Regions from separate parts of the Pan troglodytes genome. Here region 2 is linked to region 1. A link is a contact called in public Hi-C data. All regions are on one chromosome and are shown on one strand. Each heading gives the region's core, a stretch centred on a gene start, on an enhancer-like site or on the middle of the called end of the contact. The rest is flanking DNA. Distances are from core to core; before and after follow the strand shown. Region 1 holds the start of TSC22D4 (TSC22 domain family member 4). Region 2 holds the start of SRRT (serrate, RNA effector molecule).

What was found. A called contact is a pair of places that touch in the nucleus more often than the background predicts.
Region 2: a contact with region 1 is called in a Hi-C map of stem cell-derived neural progenitor cells, with 5 times the contacts expected there. The contact joins the promoter of SRRT here to the promoter of TSC22D4 in region 1. A contact is called at or near these places in 1 of 7 Hi-C or Micro-C datasets (stem cell-derived neural progenitor cells) and 1 of 1 datasets of contacts at active chromatin or transcription factors (stem cell-derived excitatory neurons).

The regions. Positions count from the first base shown.
Region 1 is chr6:109,942,307-109,946,360 of NHGRI_mPanTro3-v2.0_pri, forward strand. TSC22D4 (TSC22 domain family member 4) reads right to left here and starts at 1,444. Exons shown (of 5, transcript XM_519260.9): 1 at 756-1,444; 2 at 1-309. The coding sequence starts at 40.
Region 2 is chr6:110,334,218-110,338,103 of NHGRI_mPanTro3-v2.0_pri, forward strand. SRRT (serrate, RNA effector molecule) reads left to right here and starts at 2,231. Exons shown (of 20, transcript XM_009453830.5): 1 at 2,231-2,547; 2 at 2,792-2,931. The coding sequence starts at 2,810. It overlaps TRIP6 (thyroid hormone receptor interactor 6), which reads left to right. Exons shown (of 9, transcript NM_001246623.2): 9 at 392-672. The coding sequence ends at 523.

The sequences.
Region 1 (4,054 bases), core at 194-2,693:
TGGTGATTTGGAAACTACTCTTCTTCTTGCCCCCGCTCATGGTCCCTGGGGCTCAGGGCTGGGCCAAGGTTGGGGGTGGGTTGGGGCTCCTTGAAGGGGCTCAGGCACCCCTGGAACAAGGGGGCCACATGGCGGGGACATCCGAGCCCCTGGGGACGTCTGGGTCCGACATGGCAGGAGGGCCTGGCGGGAACCGGGGGTGCCTGCTGGGTGAGGGGAGAAGAGGAGAGGGGAGGTGGCGGGAGGGGGGAGCAGGGGCAGGTTTTTCCTGCTGCTGTTGCTGCTGAACTCCAGAGCTGAGTTTGCAAACTGGAAAAAGAGGGAGAGAGAGAGAGAGAGTGTGTGTGTGTGTGTGTGTGAGAGAAACCAGTGGGCAGGCCACCTCCGGGGCTTCCTCTCCGGGGAGCAGAGTGGGGGAAGGGGAAACCGTCAGAGACCCAGAGACAGGCAAGAGATGACAGAGACCAGGGCAGAGGGGACTGGATCCAAGAAGGCACTCAGAGTAGAAAGAGGCAGATGAGTCCCAGAGTTGGGCATTTCTCGCCTGGGATTCTGACTCAGGGGGCCCGTATTGTCCCAAGAGCTCGGACTCCAGGGCCTGGGAGAACCAGGGTGAAGCAGCTCCCCAGCCTGGCCCGGCCACTCAGAGAGACCTCTCCTGGGCCTCGAGCCCCCACCCTCACCCCAGCTCCCACATCTCTGGGGCAGGCCCTGCCCGGCTACCCCCCAGCGCCCCACCCAGCCCTGAACCCTACCTCTGGGGTCTCGGCCACTGATCTGAGCCTGAGGGTCCCGGCGCCTAAGAGGTCGGGCTGTCCGTTCCCTGGGGCCTCCTGGCCATGGGCAGTGGCGGGGCACGCAGGCGGCGATCAGAGGCTGTCCCGTCCTCTCCGGGGGCCGCAGCTCATCCTGCCAGGCATCTCCGAGGAAAGTTTGCTCTCCGGAAAAGAAGGAACCCGCGCCTCCTCCGAGGAGCCTAGGAGCGGCCTCTGAAGCCCCAAGGGTCTGGAGACTGATGTGGGACGGGGCGGCCGAGCCCCCCTCTGCTCCGGGTGGCAGCCAGCGAGTGGGTGTCCCGAGTCTCCTCCCGCGTGACCCTGCTGGGTCCGTGTCTCCGCTCCTCGGCTCCCCTGGGTCTCTGCCTCTCCGTCTTTCTCTTTCTGGGCTGTTGACAACCCCCACACCAGGAAGTCCTGCCTCCTCGGGCCTGCTGACTGCTTCTCTCCTCCTCCTCCTCCTCCTTCCCCTCTTCCTCCCCTTCCTCCTCCCTCCCTCCTGGGGCTTCCCGCCAGCTGGCCCGGGGCCAGGCCTGCCACAGCCGCTGCTGTTGCAGTTGCTGCAGCCACTGCTTAGGCTGCTGCTCCTGGGGGCCCCAAACAGACTCCCTTAACCCCACACCTGCCGGGCCCTAGCCCCACTCTTGCAGGGAGGGGCTGCAGAGGGCGGGGCTCGGGGAGAAAGGGGAGGAGCTTGCAGGGAGGCGAGGGATTCCCTTACTTGTAGTCAATTGCTGCCATTGGCCTAGAGACACACAGAAGAGACAGAAGGCACAGGCCGGGAGGTGTGCTGCATGCCCACCCAGAAGTTCCCAGTCCCTGCTGTGGGGCGGCTGTGGCTGTTACTGTCATTCTCCTTTGGTTTTCACAGCAACTGCATTATTCCCCCCATTCCTTATTTTTAAAAGTGGATTATTGCCGGATCCCGGTGGTGGCTCATGCCTGTAATCTCCGCACTTTGGGAGGTCGAGGAAGGAGGATCGCTTGAGACCAGTTTGGACAATATAATAGCAAGACCCCATCTCTACAAAAAATAAAAAAAAAAAATAGCTGGGCATGGTGATGTGCACCTATAATTCCAGCTACTCCAAGGTGGGAGGATCGCTTGAGCCCAGGAGTTCGTGACCAGCCTGGGCAATATAACGAGATCCCCATCTCTACAAAAAATTTAAAAAATTAGCACTTTGGGAGGCTGAGGCGGGCGGATCACGAGGTCAAGAGATTGAGACCATCCTGGCCAACATGGTGAAACCCCGTCTCTACTTAAAATACAAAAATTAGCCAGGTGTGGTGGCGGGCACCTGTAGTCCCAGCTACTTGGGAGGCTGAGGCAGGAGAATCACTTCAACCTGGGAGGCGGAGGTTGCAGTGAGTCGAGATCACGCCACTGCACTCCAGCCTGGCGACAGAGTGAGACTCCATCTTAAAAAAAAAAAACAAAAAACTGAGTGTGGTGATGTATACCTGTAGTCCCAGCTACTCAGGAGGCTGTGAGGCAGGAGGATCTCTTGAGCCCAGGAGGTTGAGGATGCAGTGAGCCAAGATTGTGCCACTGCACTCCAGCCTGGGCAACAGAGTGAGACCATGTCTCAAAAAAAAAAAAAAAGTGGATTATTATTATGAAAATTTTCAAACATGCCATGCAGACATGGGGAGACCATGCAAACTCCACACAGATGGTGGTCCCAGCCCAAAATCAATTTTTAGAAAATCATCAATGTTATAATGAAATGACATTCAATGAAATGACATTGTGTGGGGGCCAGCTGTATTTTGCTGGACTATTTGAAATCAAATCCTAGATGTTATACTATTCCCCTTTCCCCCAACCTGCCCCCGCCTTTTTTTTTAGAGACAGGGTCTCTCTCTCTCTCTGTTGCCCAGGATGGAGTGCAGTGGTGCGATCATAGCTCACCACAGCCTGGAACTCCTGGGCTCAAGCCATGCTCCTGCCTCAGCCTCCCAAGTAGCTGGGACCACAGACACACACTACTACGCCTGGCTAAATTTCTTTAAAAAAATTTTTTTTTTTTTGGTAGAGATGGGGATCTTGCAATGTTGCCCAGGGTGGTCTTGAACTCCCGGCCTCAAGTGATCCTCCTGCTTCTGCCTCCCTAGTAGCTGGGACCACAGGTGTATACCACCATACCTGGCTAATTTTTTAGTTTTCGTAGAGACAGGGTATTACTATGTTGCCCAGGCTGGTCTCGAATTCCTGGCCTCAAATGATACTCCCACCTGGGCCTCCCAAAGAGCTGACATTACAGGCGTGAGCCATGGTGCCTGGCCTCAGCGAAATTTCTAACCCCTCTTTTTTTTTTTTTTTTTTTTTTTTTTGAGACGGAGTCTTGCTTTGTCGCCCAGGCTGGAGTGCAGTGGCTCTATCTCGGCTCACTGCAAGCTCCACCTCCCGGGTTCACGCCATTCTCCTGCCTCAGCCTGTAGCTGGGACTACAGGCACCCGCCACCATGCCCGGCTAATTTTTTGTATTTCTACTAGAGACGGGGTTTCCCCGTGTTGGCGAGGCTGGTCTCGAACTTCTGATATCAAGTGATCCGCCCACCTCGGCCTCCCAAAGTGCTGGGATTACAGGCATAAGCCACCTCGCCCGGCCTCTAACCCCTCTTTAGGGGTATGTAAAAATAAAACAATGCAATACCTACCCTCTTTATGTATTTATTCTTTATCTCTTTGTTAGAAGCATCCACACTTCTGTTTCTCTCCCTTAAGCCATAGTAACAATGGCTGCCATAGCCCAGGTCTGTGGGCCTCCCAAATAGTGAAGTCTGGGAAGCAGCCTCCCACCTGCTCCCTACCCCTCTAGACTGCATCCCTCTGTCCCTTACAGAACCTTTTCTCCTCTAGCAACATTCAGAACACAGCCTTGGTCCCTCCTTCCCCAGACCCTCCTTCCTTCTTGCTGACTTGCTACAAACTATTCAAAAATTATCTTTGGGCAGTCTCTTTCTCTGCCTCAGGCACTGGTATCTGAGTCTAGAGGCCCTGGCACATTGTTGATCTCTGCAGAAATGTTTGTTGAGTAAATACATACAAATTTTTATATTTTAATTTAATTTGAGATGAAGTCTTGCTCTGTCACCCAAGCTGGAGTGCAGTGGCGTGATCTCAGCTCACTGAACCTCCGCCTCCCAGGTTGTGATTCTCCTGCCTCAGCCTCCCGAGTAGCTAGGATTATAGGCACCCGCCACGACGCCTGGCTAATTTTTGTAGTTTTAGTAGAGATGGGCGTCTCATCATGTTGGCCAGGCTGGTCTTG
Region 2 (3,886 bases), core at 981-3,480, 390 kb after region 1:
CTAGGGTGCTGGGTAGAGCATGAGAGAGGGGGAACACAGAGGTCTGGGGTTGATGGAAACCTGTTGCTTCTTTCTTTTTTTTTTTTTTGAGACGGAGTCTCGCTCTGTTGCCCAGGCTGGAGTGCAGTGGCACAATCTTGGCTCACTGCAACCTCCACCTCCCGGGTTCAAGTGATTCTCCTGCCTCAGCCTCCTGAGTAGCTGGGATTACAGGTGCTGGCCACCATGCCTGGCTAATTTTTGTATTTTTAGTAGAGACAGGGTTTCACCATATTGGCCAGGCTGGTCTTGAACTCCTGACCTTGTGATCCTCCTGCCTCGGCTTCTCAAAGTGCTGGGATTACAGGCGTGAGCCATCGTGCCCGGCCAATTGTTGCTTCTTTTTCAACAGGAGTGTGGGCTGCTGCTCTCCTCTGAGGGCGAGTGTCAGGGCTGCTACCCGCTGGATGGGCACATCTTGTGCAAGGCCTGCAGCGCCTGGCGCATCCAGGAGCTCTCAGCCACCGTCACCACTGACTGCTGAGTCTTCCTAGAAGTACCTGCTGGGTTCTCAGTTCCAGTTCCCATCCTTTGATTGATCACTCTCCCTGACATCCACCTGTATGACTTCGTCACCAAATGCTGTCTCCTCTTTCTCCAATCAAGAAATAATAATCCCTCGAGTTTACAAAACACTTCCAAGTCTGTTGTCTCATCTGATTCTCCCAGTAGCCCATTACAGGACCAGTCGTTGTTACTGCCTGCATTTTTTTTCTTTTTTTTTGAGACGGAGTCTGGCTCTGTCACCCAGGCTGGAATGCAGTGGCGCCATCTCGGCTCACTGCAACCTCTGCCTCCCAGGTTCAAGTGATTCTCTTGCCTCAGCCTCCTGAGTAGCTGGGATTACAGGCGCTCGCCACCACGCCTGGCTAATTTTGTATTTTTAGTAGAGACGGGGTTTCACCACCTTGGTCAGGGTGGTCTTGAACTCCTGACCTCAAGTGATCTGCCCGCTTCACCCAACCAAAGTGCTGGGATTACAGGCGTGAGCCACCGCCCTTGGCCACTGTCTGCATTTTTACATGTGAGGATGTCAGAGCTGAGAGGTGACTCCCCCAGATTGCATGGTTCTTAAATGGTGGAACCTGGGTCTTTTTGACTCAGGTCCAGTTTTTTTTGACAACTCTTGTAGTCCGTCACTACCCTCCTCTCAGTGCTGGGAGCAAGCACGCCTCAGGGAGGAGGCAAGATTTCCTCTATGTATCTATTTTGAGACAGGGCCTCACTCTGTTCCCCAGGCTAGAGTGCAGTGGTGCAATCAAGGCTCACTGCAGCCCTGAACTCCTGGGCTCAAACAGTCCTCCTGGCTTAGCCTCCCCAGTAGCTAGGACCACAGGGGCATCCCACCAAGCCCAGTTATTATTTTTTTGTGTGTAGATGGGATCTTGCTATGTTGCCCAGGCTAGTCCTGAACTCTTGGGCTTAAGTCCTCCCTCCTCGACCTTCCCAAGTGCTGGGATCACAGGTGTGAGCCAATGTGCCTGGCCCTAAATATTCTGTAAAGGGGTCTTGCTATGTTGCCCAGGCAGGTCTCCAACTCCTGGGCTCAAGTGATCCTCCCACATCGGCCTCCCAAAGCGCTGGGATTGCAGGCGTGAGCCATCTCAGCTGGTCTTCCTATTAAGTCTCACACTCAATTCACTGAGAGGGGCCTTGGTGTTACTCCCGGGGGTGGTAATCCATTGAATCTGGGCGGTCCATACTCTGTTTAGGGCGTTAACTTACAGCCTATTTCATCCAAATACTGAGCGGGGTTAAGACTGAGATCTGCCAATTTTACTTAAAGATGGGGCGTCTTTGTCGAGGAAAAGCAGGAACGGCGGACTTTGCATTTAGTGCGCACTGTGGGACCCAATTTTGGCTGGATATTTGGAGCAGAAAATGGTGGGATACGATGCTTTAAAATGGTTGCTTCCACCTTCCATCCCCTAAGCGCCCGCGCTTCCCAAGCCCACGCCCTGCCCGAGGAGGGGACGAAATCACCCCCGGTGAGGTCAGGAGGCCCGTGGGGGGATCATGGCTGGATGAGAACTGTCTTAGGACCCCGACACATCTGGGGTCGCGCGATCCTCGACTTCGGCTCTCCCTTCGCGCCCAGAGGGCTTCTTCGTCTCCCGAGGCCGCGCTTGGCCCAGCCGAGGTCCCGTAGTTCCTAACGCTCGAGCCGTTATCGTCTCGAAAAACCGCGCGAGACTTGCGAGATCCCCGCCCCTTTCCCATCACGCCCTGCTCTCCCCGCCCTTCGCGCTCGGTTTGTTAGTTCCAGTTCCGGCCGCGAGGGTGGAGCTTTGTACCTCGGAGGCGTGGGTGACGCAGGCGCAGAGCGGGCTGCGTGCGCTACCGCCCATCCTCGGTTGTCCCACTTTTGTTCGCCTCTTTTCGGCCCTCTACTCAAGAGCTCCGTCTCGGTCTCGCCCTCCTCGAAGCCCTCGTCGCGCGCCCGCGACCCAGGTCGCCCTGAAATCTAGCCCGTCCGAGCGCGAGTCCAACGGCCGCGGCCGCACCAAGGTGGGGGAGGGGAGGAGCCTGGGGGGCCCCGCTGGGGCGGGAGAGGAACCGGGGTCCACGGGGGCGGGCGCGGAGAACCTCGGGGCGAGTGGAGGCGTTGGAGCCGCGTCCTCAGGCCTAGGATGGTGGGGGCCGCGGAGGGCTGGCCTTGGCGGGAGGGAAGCGGGCGAGCTGCCCGCGAGGGACGGTCCCTTCCTCCGCTCGTCGTTTTGCACCACTCCGACCGCCTCTCCCCGGTCCCCAGGCCCCCTCAGACCGTGCCATGGGTGACAGTGATGACGAGTACGATCGAAGGCGCAGGGACAAGTTCAGAAGAGAGCGCAGCGACTACGACCGTTCCCGCGAGAGAGATGAAAGACGTCGAGGGGACGATTGGAATGACAGGTGAGCCGTTTTTAACTTCATCTTGTCCCCGTTTCATGCCGTTTCACTCCACCCGCGTCGCTTTTCTTTCTCCCCCTTGTAATTTTTATGAGGGCGAACCCTATGAAATGGCTCATTGGACCGTTTTCTGTGGTTCAGCCTATTTGCTGTTGGCCAAATAACTAGCTGTGGCTTGGTTTTTGAAATTCTCTGCAGATCAGAGCTATAGAGCTAAGAGTTTGAGTATGAAGAAGCACTGTTTATACATGCACGAAAAGCGTGCTTTTTTGCTTTTTTTTGTTTTGTTATTGAGATGGGGTCTTGTTCTGCTGCCCTGGCTGGAGTGCATTGATGCAGTCGTAGCAGCCTCCACCTCCCGGGCTCAACCGATCCTCCCGCCTCAGCCTCTTGAGAAGTTGGGACTCCAGGGGGAGGCCATCACGCCCGCCTAACTTTTAAAAATTATTATTATTGTTATTTCGAGACAGAGTTTTGCCCTGTCGCCCAGGCTGGAGTGCAATGGCGCAATCTTGGCTCACTGCAACCTTCGCCTCTGGGGTTCAAGTAATTCTCCTGCCTCAGCCTCCCGAGTAGCTGGGATTACAGGCACCTGCCACCACGCCCGTCTAATTTTTGTATTTTTAGTAGAGACGGGGTTTCACCATGTTGGCTAGGCTGGTTTGGAACTCTCGACTTTAGGTAATCCACCCAGCTCGACCTCCCAAAGTGCTGGGATTACAGGCATGAGCCAGTGCTTGGTCTAAAATTATTTTTTGTAGAGACAGCGTCTTGCTCTGTTGCCCAGGTTGTCAATTATATTTTAGGAGGATTGCTTCAGAAAAATAATAATATAGAGTTGATCTGACTGGAGAGGTTGTCAGATTATTTCTCTGACAATATATGATTAGGTTTCTTGTCACTGTTTTGCCTAAAATCTCAGAGTTCATAGGGTGGTGCTGATTGGATTAATTGATTA